Regions from separate parts of the Mus musculus genome. Here all the other regions are linked to region 1. Evidence: chromatin contacts called from public HiChIP or PLAC-seq data. All regions are on one chromosome and are shown on one strand. The core of a region is the stretch at or near the end of the contact, and the rest is flanking DNA. Distances in the headings are between cores, read along the strand shown. Region 1 overlaps Gm28175 (a long non-coding RNA gene). Region 2 overlaps Gm29260 (a long non-coding RNA gene). Region 3 overlaps Gm30248 (a long non-coding RNA gene).

Region 1 (3,229 bases), core at 30-2,529:
ATGTGCTACAGGGCAAAGAGCTCACCTCTGAATGTCAATAACTTATCAAGTAGAGGCAGAAGGCCCTTGGCTGGGACACTGCACTATTTGGGCTTTCTAAAAGTGAATTCCGACTCTGTACAAAGTTATATGACATGACCTATTTTGTGTTTGCTTTGGGTAAGGGGGTGAGGTCCCCGTGAAGCTAGTTGATATTTTCACTCACTCTCCCATCTCCTAGGTGGAACTACTTGTGCAGAACTCCTGAGTCACAATGAAGTTACTCCCTGGACTCCTCTTAAGCAATTTATTTTTCACTTACTCTGTATCCATTTTAACCAGTCTGCTATAATCTAATTTAGATTAATGTAAACCAGGGAGAAACACATCTTTCCCTCACAGCACCTTATGAATTGGTCAAGGGCAGTGACAGTCCCAAGGAGACCTTCGGACTTGAAAACTGAGTTCCCAGGAAGGCCATCCCCCTGGCACTCAGCCACTGTGTGAAAAGCTTCTGAGAACATCACAGCAGGTTGTCCCTTGATCGCCAATCCGCTCTCTGAAAGGTGGGACAAATCTAAGAAGAGCTTTGACACAATTGGCCTCTCCTGAGATGACACCAAGTGAAGGTCATTGTTCAAAAGAGACCATATTGAGCTGGGGACACAGGCAAACGCCACAATGCATTTGAGGACACACGAACACACACACACACACCACACACACCAAACAATCCAGTCCCCTTGGAAGATATTCTCTATTTTATTGTCTCCCTCTTCCTCTAAAATGGGCGATTTCTTTTCTGCCAAGGAGACTCCAAAGGGCCATGAATGCTAAAGTCCTTCAAAGCTGTTAAATGCATCTTCAAATTTACAATAAAATCCAGCATGACAAATTCTCCAGTAAAATCTCTGGAGCGTCAGCACAGCGCTTACACCATTTCCCTTTCATTCAGTATTTTAGCATTCAACACCTTGAGAACCATGGAAGACCAATGTGAAGAAGAAGAAGAAGAAAACCCACAGAAACAAAAACAAAAACAAAAAAAAAAAAAAAAAAAAAAAACAAGAACAGAAAATAGAGGCAGAGAAAACAAAACAAAAGAAAACAAAAACAAAAACCAAAGCTTAACAATAACAAAGACAGTGGAGGGGGTGGGGTGGGGGGGGATGCAAACAGCCACAGGAGCGATTAAACATATGCCAAAGTCAACAACTGGTGCGGGTTAGCCACCGCTCTGCCCGGCAGGTAGAAGGCACACAGTGCTGAGAGAAAAAGGGGAGCAGGAAGTGGGAGAGCTTCGAGCCAGGAGCAGAGGCGATCCTGAGCTTCCAGACACACCACCAGCCATGCAAAACGCCACATACCTTTCTGGCTTGCTGGTTCTGTCGGCCGAGACAAAGCAGTCCCGTTCGCAGCGGGAGGCCAAATCAAAATGAAATTTTATTTAGTCTGCACTGTCCCCAGATTGGGTTTCAGAATGACTGCTTTAGGAGATAGCATGGATGTGGCCGATGCATGCTTTGCATATGAAACTGCAGTAGGAAAAGAAATCTACATAATCAAAAAAATCTGTGCTCTCTGTGTGTGTGACAAAAAAACACTGGACTACAATGATTTCGCTGCTGTGTAGGCTTCAGGCAGGTCCTTTCAAGGTGAAAAACACGTTCAAAAATCCTTAAGAGATATTACAGATATGTATTAATAAATCTATATTCCTTTAGTTTAGGAGGGTATGCAGTTTCCTGCATGTAACTGTACCACAGAAATAATTGATTTCTGTGTATTAGTGAGCACACCAAAATTTGTATATGAAAAAAAGAAATTGAATTTTCAAACATGTGCAGATTATTTTGAGGGGGGTGGAGGGCTTGTCCTGACAATTAGTGTACCCTCTGAGCCTTGATAAAATAAATTAAAAGCTTAAGTTCTAAACAGCACTAAGAGCCTCTTTGATTTTTCCCTGGGAAGGCACTTAAATAATTCATATTCAGAGACTATCTGTAAATATGAGAAGAAAGTCTTCTTTTTTTTAAAAAAAGAGCTTTAGATGTTGGCAATAATATCTTTAAATTAAGTAAAAAGACTCAGCTGTATAGAGAAAACCCATTGTGGGATCCGTGGGCATCTGTTTGTTATGCATGCACACTTGCTGTGTGTGTGCACACTGTGTCTAACGAAGGGTCACCGCCTGCCTTGGCCAGGAAGAGGTCCTGTGAAGTGGGAAGGCAGAATAGGGAGAGTGGGACTTGTTAGTAAATAGGCATCATTTAAAAAAAAAAAAAAACTTATTATACTATACTTTCATTTTGATATTCAGTTCCTAGAGTTTGGGTGCTGTTCAATTGTTTTCTTGAAAGAAAAAATTAAAAGCAATTTTGAAAGAAAAAATATCTAGCTGTATAAAATAAAAGCAAAATATTAAAAATTTGAGACAGCCCTGAAAACCATGAATGGTCACTCTTGTATGTTATAACGGTCCCAGGGTCCTGAAGAGTATGTTATGTGTCCTTCATCTCTGAGGGAGCTTCCAAGCCAGGACCCACAGCTGCACAGAGACTTAGCTCCACAGTGAGATACAAATGCCTTAAACAATGTGCTTTCCCCATGCCCTGGCAGCAGCCACTAGCAGAGGAAGTGGAGAGACCCACACTCCTTACTGAAACAGCCCAGATTCATCCCCCCTATTTGGGTTTGCCAGTAATTTTCTTAGAACAGCTTTCCCCTTTTCCAACTTAGACTGGCAACCAGTCAATAATAATGTTTACAAATGTAAAGGTCTCCTTCAATTGATCATTTTGCATTAGGTACGAATGCACACCACCAGCATAATTAAAACCTAAAATCCAGAGAGAGCCAGTGGGATTTGTTCTCTTTATACCCCTGAACTATTGCATCTAGGCCTCTCTATAACTAGGGCAGTATGTTGGCTTCACTGGGGCTTGTAAGCTAAACGTACCCTCCTTGCCTTGCTGCTATAATTACTCAGAGTGTTCATTAAGCAAGAGTTTCGCCTTACTATTGTTTTTACTGTTAGGGCACCCTGTTTCTGAGGAAGAGAAAGATGTGACTTCTTAGCAGATCTAACCCCCAAATTCAACACACCTGGCCTTTGCTTTCTACCTAGTATGCAACCGTGAATATGCAAATGACCAGTATCTCATTAATTTATTCCGCAGGCAATCTTCGAATGTGAACCAGTCCTGTACCACTAGTACCGGAACTGGTACGATCAGGGCTGCTGGAAGCA
Region 2 (3,496 bases), core at 916-3,415, 340 kb after region 1:
ACTGAAAAACACATTTTTTATCCACTCTTATAATAGGGAGAGATTGGCCTGGAACTGACCAGTGCATTGTAATATTATGCTTTGTTCCAGAAGTAGGGCCATGGCAGAAATCAGCCAACAAATTCTTCCTTCTTTTATACTTCTGTTGTACTCTTGGGCTTTTGTCACTTTTGTATATCATAATCACAAATAACTTTTATCAGGCTCAGGCCACAAGTACACTAACATGTACACTTACAAATAATTTACCTTTACAGATGGATTCAGTTCAGCGTTGATAGTATTTCATGTCACAGTTATAGACACAGAGCATCGCTCGGGATTCTAGCTCCTTCTTTCCCATTGTGTTCTCATTTATCTCAGTCCCTACAACAACCACCTCTGCCAAGGAATTTGACAGACTCTAAGGTTTTTATGCATAGGATCAGCTTGGAGTCTGAGCTATCATCCTTGTGTTTCTGGTTGTGCAAAGAGCATATCCCTTGATGGCCTTGAAGATGTTCTGGTGGAATTGTTCTGAATCAGGTTACCTTTTAAGCATACACATCTTTTCCTGAGTACCAAGCAGGATTTTGCCATTACCAACCAATGTTGCAGAGAGGTTTTATTCTTGTTTCTTAGGATAAAAAGTTTTACACCAATGGGTTTTTGTTTGTTGTTTTGTTTTCACTGTAGTGGGAACTTCAGATTGAGCCCAATAACGATGTTGCCCAATAGATGGGATCTAAATGTTCAGAGTACCAAAATAGTTTCCCTTCCAAAGAGCTCTTTTATAAACTGTAGCTTTCGAGCTTTGAATCTAACACTCACAATAGCCTTTGCACTTTGCAGTCTTCTGGGAAAGATGAGTTGGTCTGGTTCTTCTAGTTGAGCAATATATGAAACCCACCTGGGAATCCTGGGAAAGTCTGGCCAACACTTCTCTTCTGCTCCATTTTCTCCTCCCCCCACTGATGAACTTCTTTGAAAACCACAAAGCTTAGGATCATCGTGTTTTCCCACCTAGAAGAAAATACACAAGAATAATTCAATTGCTCATGCACAAGAAGTTTAAACCTATTAAGAATTCTGTTGAACAGTCTCATAAAGGCTCATTGAGTCACAAATATAAAGCCAATAGTCTCTCTCTCTCTCTCTCTCTCTCTCTCTCTCTCTCTCTGTGTGTGTGTGTGTGTGTGTGTGTGTGTGTATGTGTGTGCGTGTGTGTGTGTCGTTATTGTAGAGATATGCTGTAGAATACAAATTGTGAAAGGAAATTAGTCAGTAGCAAGTGCCTGATGGTGAATGTCTCCTGTCTGTTTTATACTCATGTGTTTAAAGCAGTAACTTTTGTAAATTCCATTCCTTAGCTAGTCTCCCTCCTTCCCTGGTCTAGCTGTACACACAGACAGCACCTGAGCCCTGTCAGGCAACAGAGAACACCACACAGTTATTGCAATGGCTTTTTGACCACAGTGCCCTTCACAATTTTAAATGAAATTTGGAAGCCAGAAATACAGCCTGACTTCAAACTTTTGTCCACCAAGGCTTTTAGTACTGTTACGGCTTCCAGAAAGGTTTCTTGAGAATCATTAACTTTTTCGGAGACACGGCTTTTCCTTCTGTCCATAATGAGCTGCGTAACAGCTTAATGCAATGTTACTCTTAATTATCAAGGCCCTGTCTTTTAAATATCAGATTCCCCTCTCTGAACTGTCCTGCTCTCTCCTCAGAGGCTCATCTGTCACTGTAAATGCCATTACTGTATTCCTACTTCAGACGCAGGCTCACTCTTATCCCAAGCCTTATCTCTGTTTCCGTCCCCCTATTGGACCACAAAGATCCCTTTTGCAGAGCTTACAGCTGTATCCGCTTTCTACACGTGGCACATGATTGCTTCGGTAAAGGTATTTTCTGTTTCAATCTTGCATTTTCCCAAGGGGGAACAAAGGGGACAGGCTTTCTGGAGTTGGTTTCACTGAGAAAATTGTTTAGAATTGCCTCATTCCTCAGCAGATTAACGGATGCATACAATCCCAGCTTAAGTGCTATTGTACGGCACAATTTCTTCATTATACTTTGTCCTTTCCATTTAGAAAACCCCTCACCAATTAAAGTAATACAGCCTTCCAATACCTGCTCCCAATTAAACCTGAGCTGTACTGCCTGCCCCGATGCAGCTGGTCACAGGTTCTTACCACGTACCCGCATTCATTAGGCCTGTTCATTATCAGGGGATAGTGGCAGGAATTCAAGGCACTGCCTTCCTTTTTAGGACAACACCAAAATTATCAGCTTTCTACCCAAGGTCCCAATAAGGACAGGATTAAGTGTAAGGGGAAGGGATTCAGACAGTAGCAAACTGCCATTGTCCCTGGCCTCTCAGGTTCCCTCTATCTAAATGCATCAAAAGGATACAGTGCAGGTACAAAAGAATTCCCCTCTTAATTAAAGGATTACTTTCTCCCTCAGAGTATACCCCAGCTTTATGGCCGGCCCTCCTTCCTCAAGCTCTTTCTCCTAGAGCAAAGGAAGAAGGGCGACAGGAGAACTGAAAGTGACCAGGAAGTCCACTCCCTGAAGCTGTGGCACTTAAGACGGGGCTTTCGAGCTTCAGGCTAGGCTCCACTTTTTGGGGAAAAGGTTATTTTTTCTATCCACAGCTTTAAAAGTCTCTGAGACCTATATCTGGGTCCTTTCAGCGAAATCTTGCTAGTGTATGCAATGGTGTCAGCATTTGGAAGCTGATTATGGGATGGATCCCTGCATATGGCAATCACTAGATGGTCCATCCTTTCGTCACAGCTCCAAATTTTGTCTCTGTAATCGGCCATCACTGCAAAGAGAGGCCCATTGGACTTGCAAACTTTATATGCCCCAGTACAGGTGAACGCCAGGGCCAAAAAGGGGGAGTGGGTGGGTAGGGGAGTGGGGGGGGGTGGGTAGGGGGGACCTTTGGGATAGCATTGAAAATGTAAACGAGGAAAATACCTAAAAAAAAAAGTCTCTGAGAAAGGAGTGAGGTGTGGGTAGGCAGACTATCAACTGGGACTTAAGTACTAATGGGGCATAGTGACATCCGTGGGTGTTCCTGGATAAATTTCAGCCTGCCTGTGACCACATACAAGTGTGGGTGCACCACCACATTCTTGTACTTTCATAGTGAAGAAAGCATAGTGGTTATTCCTAGGGAATGACTCAGATTTTTCTCTCATGGTTCTTGAGCAGAGAAGGGCAGGGGGAGCAAAAGCAGGTGGGGAGAGGCGTGCCACAGACTAGAAAAGAGAAGCCTCTTCAAACGCACTCCAGAGAAAATTCAGGAGACAAAGAAGCGCAGTCAGCCTGCCAGGGTAGCCTCCATGAGACAATAAGCAACACAGAAAGCCTGTAGGTCCCACAAGCAGAGCTCCCAGAATTCAAAGACAGAGTCTGAAAACTCCCTCAGTCTCTAGGCATTCTGGGGGCAGCAGAGCATCTTAGACATCTCCTAGGTCGTTTGTCTAGAATCTAAGTAGCC
Region 3 (3,432 bases), core at 358-2,857, 370 kb before region 1:
GAGGGCATTTTGCCACAATAACAGAAATGAGACTTTACAAAGAAAGCTTTTGCAGGTTGAAAACGTTGTAAGCAAAATCAAGGAAGAATTTCTGTAGCCATATATTTAAACTTGTCCATAGTTATAAGCAGAAGCTGATTTTCTTAAAGGTTCCATTGGAAGAAAGGATTCTTAAGCAGCATGCTGTCCCAATTCCAAATGGCTGGAGGTGCTGCTTAGGAGCTCAGGGTGATGTCACCTTCAGTGTGCTTGCTTCCGTGGTGTGGGCCAGGCTGATGAAAGAGTTTCCCTAGAGGTGCTGAGCCTTGCTGCTGCTTCTGAGTGATGTGAGAGTTGTTGCCATGGGGATTAGAAAGCTCCTAAGGGGCCTGGACTTTGAAAGTTCTTCTAAGTTTAGAGACAGTAAAGAAGTGGAAATACTGAAATTTAAAATTAAATAGTTAAGCACACTGCAATATATGCTTAATGATAACATATATTTAAATTAAACATAATCAAAACAAATACTTTAAATTACAAATCAAACCTTCCCAGATCATTAAAGCTGCCTATTTTTTACAGGCAACTGAAACCTATATTTAAGAGCTTCCATTTTCTTCAAATATTAATTGAATTTTCTTTCAAAGCTACGGATGGAACCCAGGGTCTCAGTCACGTATGTAGTCAAGAACTTTACTATGGAACTTGAACCCCAAAGAATTAATTTTAAGGCAAATATTACTTCTGATAAGGCCAATATTTCTGGCTCAGAAGTTAAGAGGACTAGCTGCTCTTTCATGAGGACCAGAGCTTAGATCCCTGCACCCATGTTAAGAAGATTACAGACACATATAACCACAGCTCAGAGGGATCTAATGTACTCTGTGCCTTCTGTGGGCACCTTCATACACATGTGCTCACACACTTGCCCAGACACATGCACACTATATAAAGAAAATTAAATTAAAATCAAGAAGCAGTAGTATATCTCTTTTGACATGATTATCAACAGGGAAGGAGCTAGTTCCATCTCCAGGTTCAGAGTGTGATGCAGTCAGTCCTGGGCCCTTCATTCTCAGCTTGTTAATGCCCTCTGAAATAGAAAATTGATTTTTTTTTTTTTATTAAAAACCAGAGAAGTGATGTCAGGGTCTGAATTCATTCCAGTCAAGTCTATTTAGAGCAGTGGTTCTCAACCTTCTTAATGTTGCAAACTTTTAATACAGTTCCTCATGCTTTAGTGACCCCCCCCCCTTAATCATAAAATTATTTTGTTGCTACTTTATAACTGTGATTTTGCTACGGTTATGAATTTTAATGCAAATCTTGGTTGTCTTTGATGGTGTTAGGCGACCCCTGTGAAAGGGTCGAGACCCACAGGTTGAGAACCACTGATTTAGAGCCTTCTTTGTTTTTGTTTTTCTAATCTAGGAAACCTGAAAGAACAGAGGTCCACTGTCAGCATTTGCACAGGAGGAAGTATTTCGAAGCCCCCATCACCTCGTCTGGCCTTATAGACCTGCTGATGAGGAAGGCCTTCTGCTCCCCTCCCCCAACCCTCTCCTCTTTCCATCTCTTGCCTAAAGGCTGCTCCGTTTGGGGGACTGTGCCCAAGGTGCTGCATGGTCGACCGACCGACCCCAGAGAAAGGCAGGCATCATCATCTCAGCTGCTCCCTCTGCTCTAAGGACCGGGGACTAGGAACATTCTGGCAAGAGAAGGGAGGGGGGGCCAAGCTTGGAGTCACACATGGCTGCATTTCGTATGGCAAGGCTTTCTTGTTTGTGCTTTCTTCCTATGGAAAAAAAAAAGGCTCTGGAAGGGGCCTGGGGAGCCAGATCAAATGTTCAAATGTACTGGCAGGGAGCCAAGGCTCAACTTCTCTGCCAGGAACTCCACGTTCTCAAGTCTTCACTGCTGTTGAAACTGATCGGGAAGGTTAATGAGATTAATATGGCCAAACACTGTGGGCTTCTGGGAAGCAAACAGCCAGGTAGGGAGGCCCAGTGTTGGACCAAGGTGGCTGGAAATAAGGTATACAACCCACTCCTAGAAAAGCTTGAGTGTTTTTACCGGACAATCCCTGTGCCGGGGCTGGCGAGGGAAGCGCACAGAACTCTACGTCATTGCTGAGGGTGAGTGAGTGACCTGGTCGGTTTTCATCTCACCAGCTCTGCCTAGCACTTGCCACCTATGTAGTTCCCCTAGTGACTTTTTTTTTTTTTTTTGCAAAAGAGTTTGAGTGTTTCATGAAAAATGGTGAAATAACACAGCCATGGGGGGGGGGGGAATCCAACTGGGCATGGGACAGAAAGTTGAAATGTCTCTATTGCGGGGACATGCCTTGAATAGATTTTTGAGCAAAGAGGAGAAGAGAGTTTTCTCTCTCTCTCTCTCTCTCTCTCTCTCTCTCTCTCTCTCTCTCTCTCCCTCTCTCTCTCTCTGTATTTATGAATATTTAAAAATGATATATAAGTGGAAGGACATGAAGGAAGAAGAAGTTTGGGTAAATCTATAAAACCGCCACAATTTATGAAGAGTTTAAAAGGCAATTTCTTTTAAAGGGGCAAATTCCTAATTTCCCACATAAAAGTATGGGAATTGAATGGTAAATCCTTCTCCACCGACAAGCCCTCTGAAAGAGGCATGAAAAAGAGTTACTGTTCCCGTCCATTCATGCCTCCTGAAAGCCATGGATGTGACACTCACTGCCCCGGAGCACGCAGCCTGTGGTTTCAAAGCTGCCGGGTGACTTCTCAGAAATGATCTATTGTGGCGCTTTGTTTCGTCCGGGTCACCCTCGTTTTGTTCTGCGAGGGCTGTGTTACTCTTCTGCCATTAATCCACCCTGTCTTCTCTTCTCTATTCAGAGGCACATTTCACTCCTCATCGTGCCCAGAGCGGGGATGAAGTGTCTGAGAAAGGCCTAGTGCTCTGCATGGCAGAGAGGGAGAGAGAGAGGGAGAGAGAGAGAGAGAGAGAGAGAGAGAGAGAGAGAGGAAGAAAGGAAGGGAAGCCATTTGAGGAGTAGCCAGGGTGGAAAAGGGAGTATTGGGTGGTGGCTTCATCCACTCAAGTGGACTCCAGGGACTCAGCTACACAGCTTTTGCATCTCTGGGGAAGGGGCATCCTGACACAGATCTCATGGGAGATTGTCCTTATTTTTCATCTTTGGCTTGATCTGCTCACTCATAGTTTGACAAATACAGACTACATGTAGCTCAAGGGTTGGCAGGCTGGAATGGACTGCAAAAAAGATACAATTATTTCCAAAGGAAAAAGATTAAGAAGAAAAATTAAACCTCAAACCTGCCATTTGGTTAGTATCTCAGATCGTGTTTGCATCCCTCCCATCTCATTGGAAACCCCCTTTTATCTGATTTTATCCAAAAATTACTTTCTTACACCCACCTTCTGGGTCACTTACTTTTAATATAGTTGGCAGGGACTATC

What was found. HiChIP or PLAC-seq counts read pairs in DNA pulled down with a chosen protein or histone mark.
Region 2: an H3K4me3 HiChIP or PLAC-seq map of embryonic forebrain shows a contact between it and region 1, with 5 times the contacts expected there. The contact joins two enhancer-like sites. A contact is called at or near these places in 3 of 115 datasets of contacts at active chromatin or transcription factors (embryonic basal ganglia, embryonic forebrain and forebrain).
Region 3: a contact with region 1 is called in an H3K4me3 HiChIP or PLAC-seq map of embryonic forebrain, with 3 times the contacts expected there. The contact joins two enhancer-like sites. A contact is called at or near these places in 1 of 484 Hi-C or Micro-C datasets (brain), 5 of 115 datasets of contacts at active chromatin or transcription factors (embryonic basal ganglia, embryonic forebrain, embryonic hindbrain and 2 more) and 1 of 9 other capture datasets (embryonic tail).

The regions. Positions count from the first base shown.
Region 1 is chr1:42,260,116-42,263,344 of GRCm38.p6, reverse strand. It overlaps Gm28175 (a long non-coding RNA gene), which reads right to left. Exons shown (of 4, transcript XR_865384.2): 3 at 1,347-2,192. Among named protein-coding and RNA genes, the nearest start is that of Gm28175, 3.9 kb to the right of the region's middle. Within about 2 kb of position 1,279, at least 30 of the 459 cell types and tissues checked have an H3K27ac peak or open chromatin away from gene starts, as enhancers often do. A contact at or near this core is called in embryonic forebrain, where this site is marked.
Region 2 is chr1:41,917,415-41,920,910 of GRCm38.p6, reverse strand. Gm29260 (a long non-coding RNA gene) reads right to left here. Exons shown (of 6, transcript XR_373362.3): 5 at 890-1,002. Among named protein-coding and RNA genes, the nearest start is that of Gm29260, 180 kb to the right of the region's middle. Within about 2 kb of position 2,165, at least 10 of the 459 cell types and tissues checked have an H3K27ac peak or open chromatin away from gene starts, as enhancers often do. A contact at or near this core is called in embryonic forebrain, where this site is marked.
Region 3 is chr1:42,628,331-42,631,762 of GRCm38.p6, reverse strand. Gm30248 (a long non-coding RNA gene) reads left to right here. Exons shown (of 3, transcript XR_373380.2): 2 at 1,411-2,114. Among named protein-coding and RNA genes, the nearest start is that of Gm30248, 9.7 kb to the left of the region's middle. Within about 2 kb of position 1,607, at least 32 of the 459 cell types and tissues checked have an H3K27ac peak or open chromatin away from gene starts, as enhancers often do. A contact at or near this core is called in embryonic forebrain, where this site is marked.